Linked DNA regions of Gossypium arboreum: region 1 is linked to region 2. The links are chromatin contacts, called in public Hi-C maps. All regions are on one chromosome and are shown on one strand. The core of a region is the stretch at or near the end of the contact, and the rest is flanking DNA. Distances in the headings are between cores, read along the strand shown.

Evidence for each region. Hi-C and Micro-C count contacts between places; a contact is called where the count stands out from the background.
Region 1: a Hi-C map of leaf shows a contact between it and region 2, with 2.2 times the contacts expected there. The contact joins the promoter of LOC108486384 here to the promoter of LOC108484155 in region 2. A contact is called at or near these places in 2 of 5 Hi-C or Micro-C datasets (both in leaf).

What each region holds. Positions count from the first base shown.
Region 1 is chr6:83,524,222-83,529,658 of ASM2569848v2, reverse strand. It overlaps LOC108486384 (pentatricopeptide repeat-containing protein At1g34160), which reads right to left and starts at 2,921. Exons shown (of 1, transcript XM_017790424.2): 1 at 628-2,921. The coding sequence starts at 2,417. The coding sequence ends at 696. It overlaps LOC108486385 (very-long-chain aldehyde decarbonylase GL1-9-like), which reads left to right. Exons shown (of 3, transcript XM_017790425.2): 3 at 1-549. The coding sequence ends at 172.
Region 2 is chr6:83,151,369-83,156,399 of ASM2569848v2, reverse strand. LOC108484155 reads left to right here and starts at 2,389. Exons shown (of 9, transcript XM_017787840.2): 1 at 2,389-2,646; 2 at 2,747-2,798; 3 at 3,739-3,812; 4 at 4,330-4,431; 5 at 4,852-4,995. The coding sequence starts at 2,519.

The DNA of each region.
Region 1 (5,437 bases), core at 1,672-4,171, 370 kb before region 2:
TTTCTGGAATAACTCTGCTTATCATGACATCCATCATCAACTCCAAGGCACAAAGTATAACTACTCTCAGCCGTTCTTCGCCAACTGGGATAAGCTACTTGGAACTCATATGCCTTATGATCTTTTGAAGCGACCGGAGGGGGGTTTTGAGGTAAGGCTAAAGAAAGACTAGTCACATTCTGTTGATTTGTCTTGTGTAGTTAGAGGCTCTCGCTTCACACTGTAACAGTTTTTTCCTTGAGGTTGTGCCATTCTTGAGAAGTTGAATTTGTTTTGTTTGAGGCTTTAAGTTCTAGGGATCCGGCATGTCATTGGGTTATTTATTTATTTATAGTTGCTTGACCATGTTCTGTATTGCAATTGTTTCACCAACTAATATTTGCTTTATGTTACCCGGTATTTAAATCTTCATGTTGTGTAATTTGTATTGGACTAGCTGATGAGCTGTTCAAGAGGGCTAGAATTGGTGTATGAGATTATTTTTAAGTACTGATTTCAGGTTGCTCTTAGACCTTTTGTTTATTAATGTCCAATTTGACTTGTTTGATATGTGCTTTTGCCTGAGCCAAAGCAAACATGTGATCATTTTCCAGAGAGGTTTAAGCATATGAATGGAACAAACCTTAATTGTTCAAGGCAAGGTGGGGAAAGAAGAATCTATTAAATTATCAATTAACATTTTTCTAGTGTTGCACTTACCAGTAATCTCTACAAGAACAAAATCCATCTTTAAATTTGTGGAACCGAACTCGATCTCTCACGACAATTTGTCGCTTATATATCTTTGATACGAGCTTAATCACAACATGACAATCTCCACATATCCTAAGATTCTTGATCACTTGAATTGGGGTTCCTTTACTCGTACTAATCAAGCCAAAGGCCACTGCCAACTTCTCGCTATGATAACACAGTTGGTTCTCCTTCTCCTCCTCCCCTATGTCATGAAGAACAAAACTAGTCTCTGCAACGTAGCCTAACTCTTTAATCTTGAATCTGATCTCATCCAATTTCGCATATATCTCTTTCCACCTGGCATTGCTCTTATCATCGGTGAAAAACTTGTGCCTCAAACCGTCCACCTCTATGTAGCTAAAACCAGGCACCTTTTTCACATCCGTGTTCTTCATAGCATCCCTCACCTTACCAACGTCATTCCATCTCTCATGCGCAGCATATATGTTTGATAACAACACGAAATCCCCGCAATTAGTAGACCCCATCTCTACTAGATTCCTCGAAGCAATCTCTGCCATCTCCACATCCTTGTAAATCCGGCAAGCTCCAAGCAAACTCTGCCAAAGCACTACGTCAGGCACCATTGGCATGGAATTGATAATATCATAAGCCTCTTTAAGCCTCCCGGCTCGACCTAGCAAATCAACCATACACCCATAATGCTTTACATTAGGCTCCACTCCATGCTTCCCCATCATATTAAACAATCTCACACCATCCTCCACCAGGCCAGCATGATTACAAGCGCATAACACAGTGAGATATGTGACAGCATCTGGTTGCACCCCAGCTCCATCCATTCGCTCAAAAAGTTCCAGCGCTTTACATCCATCTCCGTCCATTGCAAAGGCCATGATCATAGTATTCCATGTAACGATACACTTTCTACCACCCATGTCATCAAACACACCATACGCCTTATCCACAAATCCGCAATTTGCATACATATCAATAAGCGCATTACAAACTTGCAGGTTCATATAAAACTTTTGGTTCCTTATAAACCCATGAATCTTTTGACCTTCTTTAAAATCTCCCATATGCGAACACGCTGAAAGAACACCAATAACCGTTACCTCATTAGGCTTTAAACCTTCAACTCCCATTCTCTTAAACAAATCTAATGCTTCACTCGCTTGGCTCCCTTGAGCCAACCCGAAAACCAAGGAATTCCACGAGGCGATATCTCTTTGAGGCATTTCATCGAACACTTTCCTAGCATAAATTAGATTGCCAACCTTAGCATACAGATCCAGCAAAGTAGTTCCTAACAAAGCATCCGCCATGAACCCAAAGCGTATGATGTTAGCATGAAGCTGAAGAGACTCCGTAGCAGCCAAGACACGTGCGCAAGCTTTAAGAGTGAAAGAGCAAGTGAGGGCATCCACTCTGAAAGATCCACGTAGCATGGCTCTGTACCATGCGAAAGCGGTGGAGGGTTGAGGGCTTTGCATCAGGCCGCGGATAATGGCATTGAAGTCATTGGTAAAAGGAGTTGGGATTTGGTGGAAAACAGAGATAGCAAAGGAGAGAGAGCCAAAGGGGGCGATGGCACAAAGATCGAGGAGTTTGGAGCGAATGCGGCAGTTGAAGATGCCGGTTGTGATGAAGTAAGCTTGGAGTTGCTTTATGTGGGAGAAGGACGCGCATCTCTGTACGAGTGACTCAAGATTGGCCATTCCATGTGGAGTTTGGACCTTCAAATTGTAGTATACTAGTTATCCTGGTATATCTTAGTTGAGAGCTTCTGCTTCTAGAGCGTACAGTAGAATTTTGGATATTAGTTTCCTTTACCTTGTACAAAGCTATCTTTAACTGGTATAAATATCTTTACTGCTAATAAAAATGCATTGAGGTTTCAATTTCTTTTCCCCTATGGAAAACACAACTCTTGCCCATGATAGCCAGTTGCGGTTTGAATATCACCTTGACCAAAGTGAATCGATTTCTCCGTTCGTGCTCGAAGATGGTACATCAAATCTTATGTTCAAGACTTGGAAATGAGAGGATAAGTGGTACTCAGTTGTGAAAAAGTTTTTTGGTTTACTGAATCTTCCAACCAGTTGTTGTAATTAATGATGTAATACAAGTTGGAAGTTGGAACAAGCGAGTATATCAGATTTGAAAAGAGTAGGGCAAAAATAATAATAATAACAAACAATATTTGTCAACAGTTTGTGAATCTTCCATTAAAAAATCATTTTGTTAAACAATTAATCTAATATAATTATTAGCTTAACTCCCTATCTTTACAGCCCAAAATTTCATTACAAATCACTCTCTCAAATATTTTGTGTAAACTGCCCAAAAAATGCCTAACACAAAAATATAAAACTACAAAATAAACTACTCAGACTGAAAACACTCCAAATAAACACTTCTCCAAATAATCGAGGAGATAAGTCAACTTTTAAAATAAAAAATTTTGAATTTCAAAACAAAACCTTCATAGTCAAGCAATATTCAAATCAGATATTATCTGCATGTAAATCTGATGAGCTTGTGCTCTAAGAAAAATAAACTTATTTAAACCTTAATGGCTAAGGATAAGGTTGCTGCCATAAAAAAAAACTCCCTTTTTCAAATTCAATAAGGGTTAAAAAATAAATAATTAACATAAATAAAATCAATTGAAGCATGAAACAATCATCATTTGTTGATTCAAGTCATAACAAAAATATAAAGCTCAAAAACAAACTCAAGTTTGAAAGTCCACTCGTGTCGATCCAAATTCAAGAAATCTCGAGCTCATAATATATTCAAGCCTAAGAAAGCTTGAGACTCAGAAAATCCAAGCTACGTAAACTCAAGCTTGAAAGCTTGAGTTCGTAAGAATTTGAGCTGAAGACCGATATAGCTCGAGTCCAAAATAAATCCAACCTAAAACTTGAAAAAGCCAAAATATAGAACTGAACAAAATAATTAATATAATATATGATATCACTTAAAATAAAAATAAATAATAATTGTAACACCCCAAACCCGACCTAAACGTTATGGCCGAATCTAGAGATGTTACGAAGAAAAGTTAGAAATCTGTCTTTTCCTTTAAAAACATCGTACCTCTTTATTGTAAAGAATATGTCATTATACTCATTAGTGAAAACCATCGATTGTATACTCTTTCAAATAAAACAATAATTTGCAGCAGAAGTTTAAAAGTCGTTATATTTTGAAAACTGACTTTATTTTCTCGAAAGCGCTTGATCGCATTAAATAGTTGTTTTTGTAAATTGTTTTGTCGAGCGTAGAAGGAATCTCAAATCAAATCCAAAAATAAAACCCAAAAGTCCAGAGAGTCCCAAAATTACAAAACTCTCAAAACTAAAAAAAGAAAAAAGAAAAAAAAGAGGTCAACTTTTAAAGTAAATGAAATTTACGGATAAATGGTCACAACTGAGCCTCCATCACACCGACCCACCTAATTTTGTGAGATAGAACAGAACAGACAAATAAAAAGTGAGTTTTAAAAACTCAGTGTGTAACTCAACGGAAACATAAATTCAGATTTTATCGCTTAACAGAATAGATACAGAATCAAATTATCAACAGAATCATATAGATACAGATATACAAAGTCCTACCCCCATCCTCTACACACCAACTTCGACCATCCTAACACACCACGTAGGGTGTAAAACACCCACCCAACCCTACACACCACATAGTGTTTATAAGACACTTTTCAGAATAATCACAGTCGTGCTGCTAGTATATTGGCAAAATATCACCTCACAGAATACTTCATCCACATATCACATATCTCGCCCCATAGTCCAATACAACAGAATACCAGATAAATCAGAATTATTAGATACCAGAATTATTACATCAAACATGCTCGTATAACAGATAATAGACATGCATATACACAACATACATACATTTTGGGCATTACAACACGTGCATTTAGGTATTGCTTATGATAGATACCAGACAAACGGTTTATCAAATCTCATGCTTCAAGGCTTATCTAAGCCCATACCAACCATACAACATGCCCATAGTCGATCGGAATGACATGGACAACCCTAAGGAAAAACTTTAAAATTTGGGCCCATATGCCCATGTGGGCCTACAAGCCCGTGTCGCCCACACAGCCTGGCTCATGGCCCTCACGTCCTGTAACAGCCTAGATTAAGCTAAATCGGAACAGTAGTTTTGGAACCACAAATCAAATGTCAAAAAATTATTTTAATATTATTTTTGGTGTTTATAGCATGTGAATATATATGTGTGAAAGTTTCGTGAAATAATTTTAGCGTTTGAATGCTTAATTTGATAAAAAAAGACTAAATCATGTAAAATGCAAAAGTTGCATGCTATTAGTTAAAGGTGTCAATTGGCCTTGGCTTTTAAATATGATGGCCTTAAATGGTAATTAGACCATTTTAAATGGTAGTGGACAATTTTAGACAACCATTAAGTGATTTTATATGTATATTAATAAGGTTAAAATGGTAAATTAATTATTAATGTTAATATTAAATAAAACAAAAGGCAAGTTTGGTGGCATTCATCTTCTTAGCTAAAATTAGAAGAAGAAAGGAAGCCGTATTATTTCACTTAGGGTTCGGCACTTGTGAGCTTCAATTGGTAAGTGTTTTGAGCTCAATTTTTAATGATTTCTACGTTTTTGAGATCGTTGCTTTGTATTCTAGCTAGCCTGTGCCTTAATTTTTGAATTTGTTCATGATTT
Region 2 (5,031 bases), core at 1,140-3,639:
TAAGGGGTGTTACAGGAGCAAACTAGTCTGGCTTCGGATAAACACTGAATTTGATTCTAGTTTCCCATCATTTAGCTTTCCTTGTTTTTGTTATGAACATGTCTATGAATATTTGTTATGTTGTTATTCTAAATTTAATTAACATGACTTAAACTTTAATCGTGTTAGGTTGATTGCATTTCGTTTACTTAAGTTATTAAAATCATGTTTGTGTTGTTATAGGTCTTGGTAAATTGTTTAATTAAGTAAAACCATGATTATATTATACATGCATTATAATTGTAAGTCAACTAATGAATTAATTATTAATCGTATTGAAATTGCAATTATTAACACAATACTTAATCAATGCATGTTTAATCTTCTAAGGTAGCTGAGGGTTAAATTAGCAACAGTATTAAACGGTACATTAACCTTGCATAACTTGTAAGATTATTGTGATTAAATTGTTTCAATGTAGGAATATATTGTTACTTCACTTAATCTTTTACTTGCTTATTAAAATTAATTAATAATTTGAATTGGCATAGTAATATGTTCAAGAGATTAGTTAATTTTGTAAGTCAGTATGTGCTATAGTTAAAAAATTACCAAGTTGTCGTGAATTTGTTCGTAACAACATGAACATTGTTTTAGTAATATTAAGTTAAGAAATGTAATTGATCTAACACAATTATATCATATTGATTAAACTTGTTTTGCAAAAATCGTGTGTTGGAATTTTTACCTTTTTGTTTTCTTTGTTAACTTAGTTAAAATCTAGTTTTATTAAATCCTTTTTCAAAACAAACGATTTTCGTTCACCAAAGTGTTTTTAATTGCATTTCATAAATATTTTCTTACACAGTCCCTGTAGGTACAACAATTCGACATTTACTTGTCACTTTATTACTTGTTGTGATTGTGTACACTTGCAAATTTCCATTATTCCAATAACCAATTAAAGGCCTTAGAACAATCGGCCAAAACAACATTTCTTGATAATAAAAAAAAAAAACAACACAACATAATAACTCGCAACAAACCGTACTTATGCTTCCCATTAATTAGATTTAAGATGTAGGGTGAGTGAGATCGAATGCACTCATAATTGACAAGGTTTAAGGTTGCTTTAAACAGAGGAGAATCGAAGAAAACGTTGATGTAAATGAGTGACAAAACATAAAATATAGCAACCCATAAGTGGTATACAAAGGGGCGCCACAAATGGCAACGAGAATAGGGTTGATTTGAGGCGGCACAAAAATGGATTTTTGATAGCAAAGATGACGGTTTTTAGAGGTTGGAAACAACAGTAAAATGGCTATAAAAACAACAACAAAATCGACAACAAAAAAAGAAAAGAGATGGAAAAGGGAACAAACCGGCATCACCATGAGTGGAGAAGAATGGGCGACAATAGAGGTTTAGTGGCAGAAATGAGAAGTTGATTTAAGTGGCACAAATGAGGACTTTAGGGTAGCAAAGGGCTGATTTAGTGATTAAAAATAACATTAATAAGGTTCAAAAAATGGTAACAAAATAATAGGGCAAAGTGGTGACACATCAATAGTGAAAAACATTATGTTTGGGATGACAGAAGGAAGAAGAAAGAAGAAAAATTGAGAAAGAATGAGAGAGGGAGAGGAAAAGGACGACAAGGAAGAAAAATAAAAGTGAAAAGTTGTTAAAAATTTGTATTTAAACCTAAGGTTAGACACTAGCTTGGAGGGCACACTAAGGGAGTGGGAGCAAAAATAGCAAAATTAATTTATTTACCCTGGAAGAGATTCAAACTCGAGTTTCTAAATGAATTTCAATATCTCCTTACTTTCCTTTAACCATTAAGCCAAAAAATCAATCTTGAAATAATTTTACAAACTTTAAACTAAAAATTTGGGATGTTACATTTTTTATGTATGACAACATCACTTTCAAAGTTACCAGGATTGTATCAATACACTTAGTGTTTGAATTAGAAAATATAAGATCAACAAGTGGTTGGGTGTAATAATAATGCACATTGCACTCTCAAGGGGAGGATTTAAATTCGAACCTTAAAAATGACATTGTTGGAGGAACAATCACGAACCCCAAATATAAATTATAAAACAGACATGAAGAATATAAAAAATATTAGAGAAAATAAGGAAATTAAAATTTACTATGTGCAATTGCAAGCCTTACCAATTCAAAATTGCAATAAATTGAAATTAATCTTCTTACTGCTTAAAGTATATTATATCACCAAGAAATTACAATAAATATTTGGAATTTAAAATATATTTATTTTAATGTTTAAATCAATTAGTAAAAAATATAGGTGAGACTTACGTAACTGAAAAATAGTCCCAAGGACTTCAGCAATAGTATAAGATTTTTTTTAAAAAAATATATTAGAAAAAGAAAAAATTTTTGAAGGAAGTTGAATGGCGGCTTTGGCAATGACGTGGTCTCATCCCCCCCACAATTTCTCGTGTACATTTATAAATATACAAAATTTCTTGCCAGTTTGATTTTGGTGAGAAATCAAGTAGCAATGGCGAGTTCTCTGCTAGTGAATGGCTTAAAAGCTCTCTTCTTAGTTCTGTGGTGCTTGATGGTAACCACTCTCATTTACACCATCTCCATTGATGGCCTCCCTTTCCGCTGGGAAATTCTTACTCCGTACTCTCACTTTCTCTCAGTTTTTTTTTCTTTAAATTAGGTTATGATTAAATTAAATTTTGAATCGTTTCTTTTTGATGTATTGACGATGATCTTTTAGGTGGATGGCTGCAACGTTGGTTGATTTCTACATTAATGTTGTACCTTTCGCGGTATGTTCTCACTGTACTTCAATTTGAAGTTTCTTATCAAGGATTTAACCTTAAGTTTGTTAGATATCCACTTGTGAAACTAAATTAGTTATTTGGACTTATTTAATCTGACTGCAGCATTTTCCATGGGTAGATCATGCACTTATTAATAAAATAATGGTCTTGTTAAGATATAATCGTATGAAAAGCTAAAAACTGTAAAAAAAAAAAAAGTTTTGTTTTACATTATTGTGGTATAGCCACTCTGTGGGCGAATAAAATAAAAAGGTTATGTTTTGAAAAAATGTGGGTAGTATGTATTCAAAAAGTAAAATTGTGGGAAGCTTAAATAATAGAAAAGAGACATAATTGTTTAAAAATAAGAGACATAATTATCCTTAAAATTCACATGTGCCCTTTATATTTTTTTTCCTTTTGAACTACCAACTAAGAACGTTAAGTTAAACTCCACAATCATTGTACCTGAATCTTGTAAATACATCTAAATATTTATGTGTCTATTTACATGTATATGCTTTTGAGACTCAGGTTTTTTAACTACAAAGATATTTACGGTTATACTTACATTTTGTCCTTTTGATGTGGGAATGATCAATTGTAAGATAAGGGTAGTCAACCGTTGTTTACTATTGGTGAAACTTTGAAGGAGAGATTAATGGGAACTAGTAGTTTAGAATTTTGTCATATCATCATCCACTGATATATGCACCCCAGTACCCTGTGATGTCTGAGGATTCCGCAAGTCATATTTTCTAAGAGATGATTTCCTTGATGCTTTTAGACTTGTGTGTTACTGTGTTTTAAATGTATGGTTTATATTAGCTGTAAGCTAATACTTTTGTTGGTATAGGGGAAGAAGAGTGATGATACTCTCGTTCTTGAATAGGTGGGAGAATTTTTTTTTATTAATTTCTATCTGAGATTTGTTTTAATGCATCAGGTTTGGGTTTCCTACAAGGAATCAAGTTTGATTGCTGCAACACTTTGGGTAATTCTGCTTGTATGTCTTGGAAGGTATGTTTGATATCTCTATCTGAAAATTACACTGCAGTATGGTTCATGCATAATTTCACGAAACTGGTTAACACAAACTTCCTTTAGTTATTTCAAAAGTAACCTGCTGTTGATATCATATGCATTCTAACATCATTTTTGCAGTTTAAGCTAGAAAGGCAATGAAGAGAAATGTTGAATAAAGTTAAAAGAAAAAATGATTCTAGGGGATTCATCAAATGAATATTGAAGGAGAAGTGAAGAACAATGAATTTAATTGCTTATTTGGTCTTAATCCCATCAGTGCTGGTTTAAGTTAAAGAAATAAAGCTTCTAATTATTACTATCTTGAAAATAATAATGTCTTTCTACTGATATATTGGAATTTGGAAGTAGTTATTCGATGATCCTTATCATAGTTTATTTCTTCCCTTGGTCTATTGATTAATTGATGCAATCTGCCATATTAGATTTCTCAACCGGTCCAATGATTTACGTTTCACAAATTTATTTTTATACCTTTTTCTCTTTTTCCCAGTATTACAACATCTGGCTACCTTTTTATTCAATTTTTCAACTTGTCTCCTCAAGAATCTCTGGAAGATCCCATTTATCATGTTCTATTGAACCAAGCAAGCAAGTAAGAATCCCAAACTCTGGGTATAATATTAGATAATTATCTGTCAAGTCTCCTATAACATGTTAACATGCCATTTGCAATTAGTCTCATATGTTATATTAACCTTTTCAGAATACTGATATAGTGATCTCTACTACGTAACAAAAGATAGTTCTATTCCTAGATTGATATATTTTAAAAATTGACATGGATGTGATGAAATGATGTTTTATGGTTTAATCAAATTGCATAAATTTCAGCACCCTTGGTCAACTCATCAGATTTTACATAATGTCAATATTCATGTGATGGCTTCAAGCTCAGTGAATAGGAATGTCACATCACTGCCACGGCGCATGGAATATCTTTTTTGATTAATAACGACACTTTTTAGTTGCTTGAGGAATAGAATAACTCCTTTTTCAAATTCTCTTTGTCTAGGGATGGTACAAAACCTAAAGGGAAACATTCCTCTGTTGCGATTGCAAGAATACTCTTTAGCGTTTTGGGTTGCTTGATGCTGGGAACTTTGATCTACACTCTCTTAACTGATGGTTCACCATTCCGCAAAGAGCTGCTAACTCCGTGAGTTTTTTTCATCCCCTTTTTTTGCCAAACATT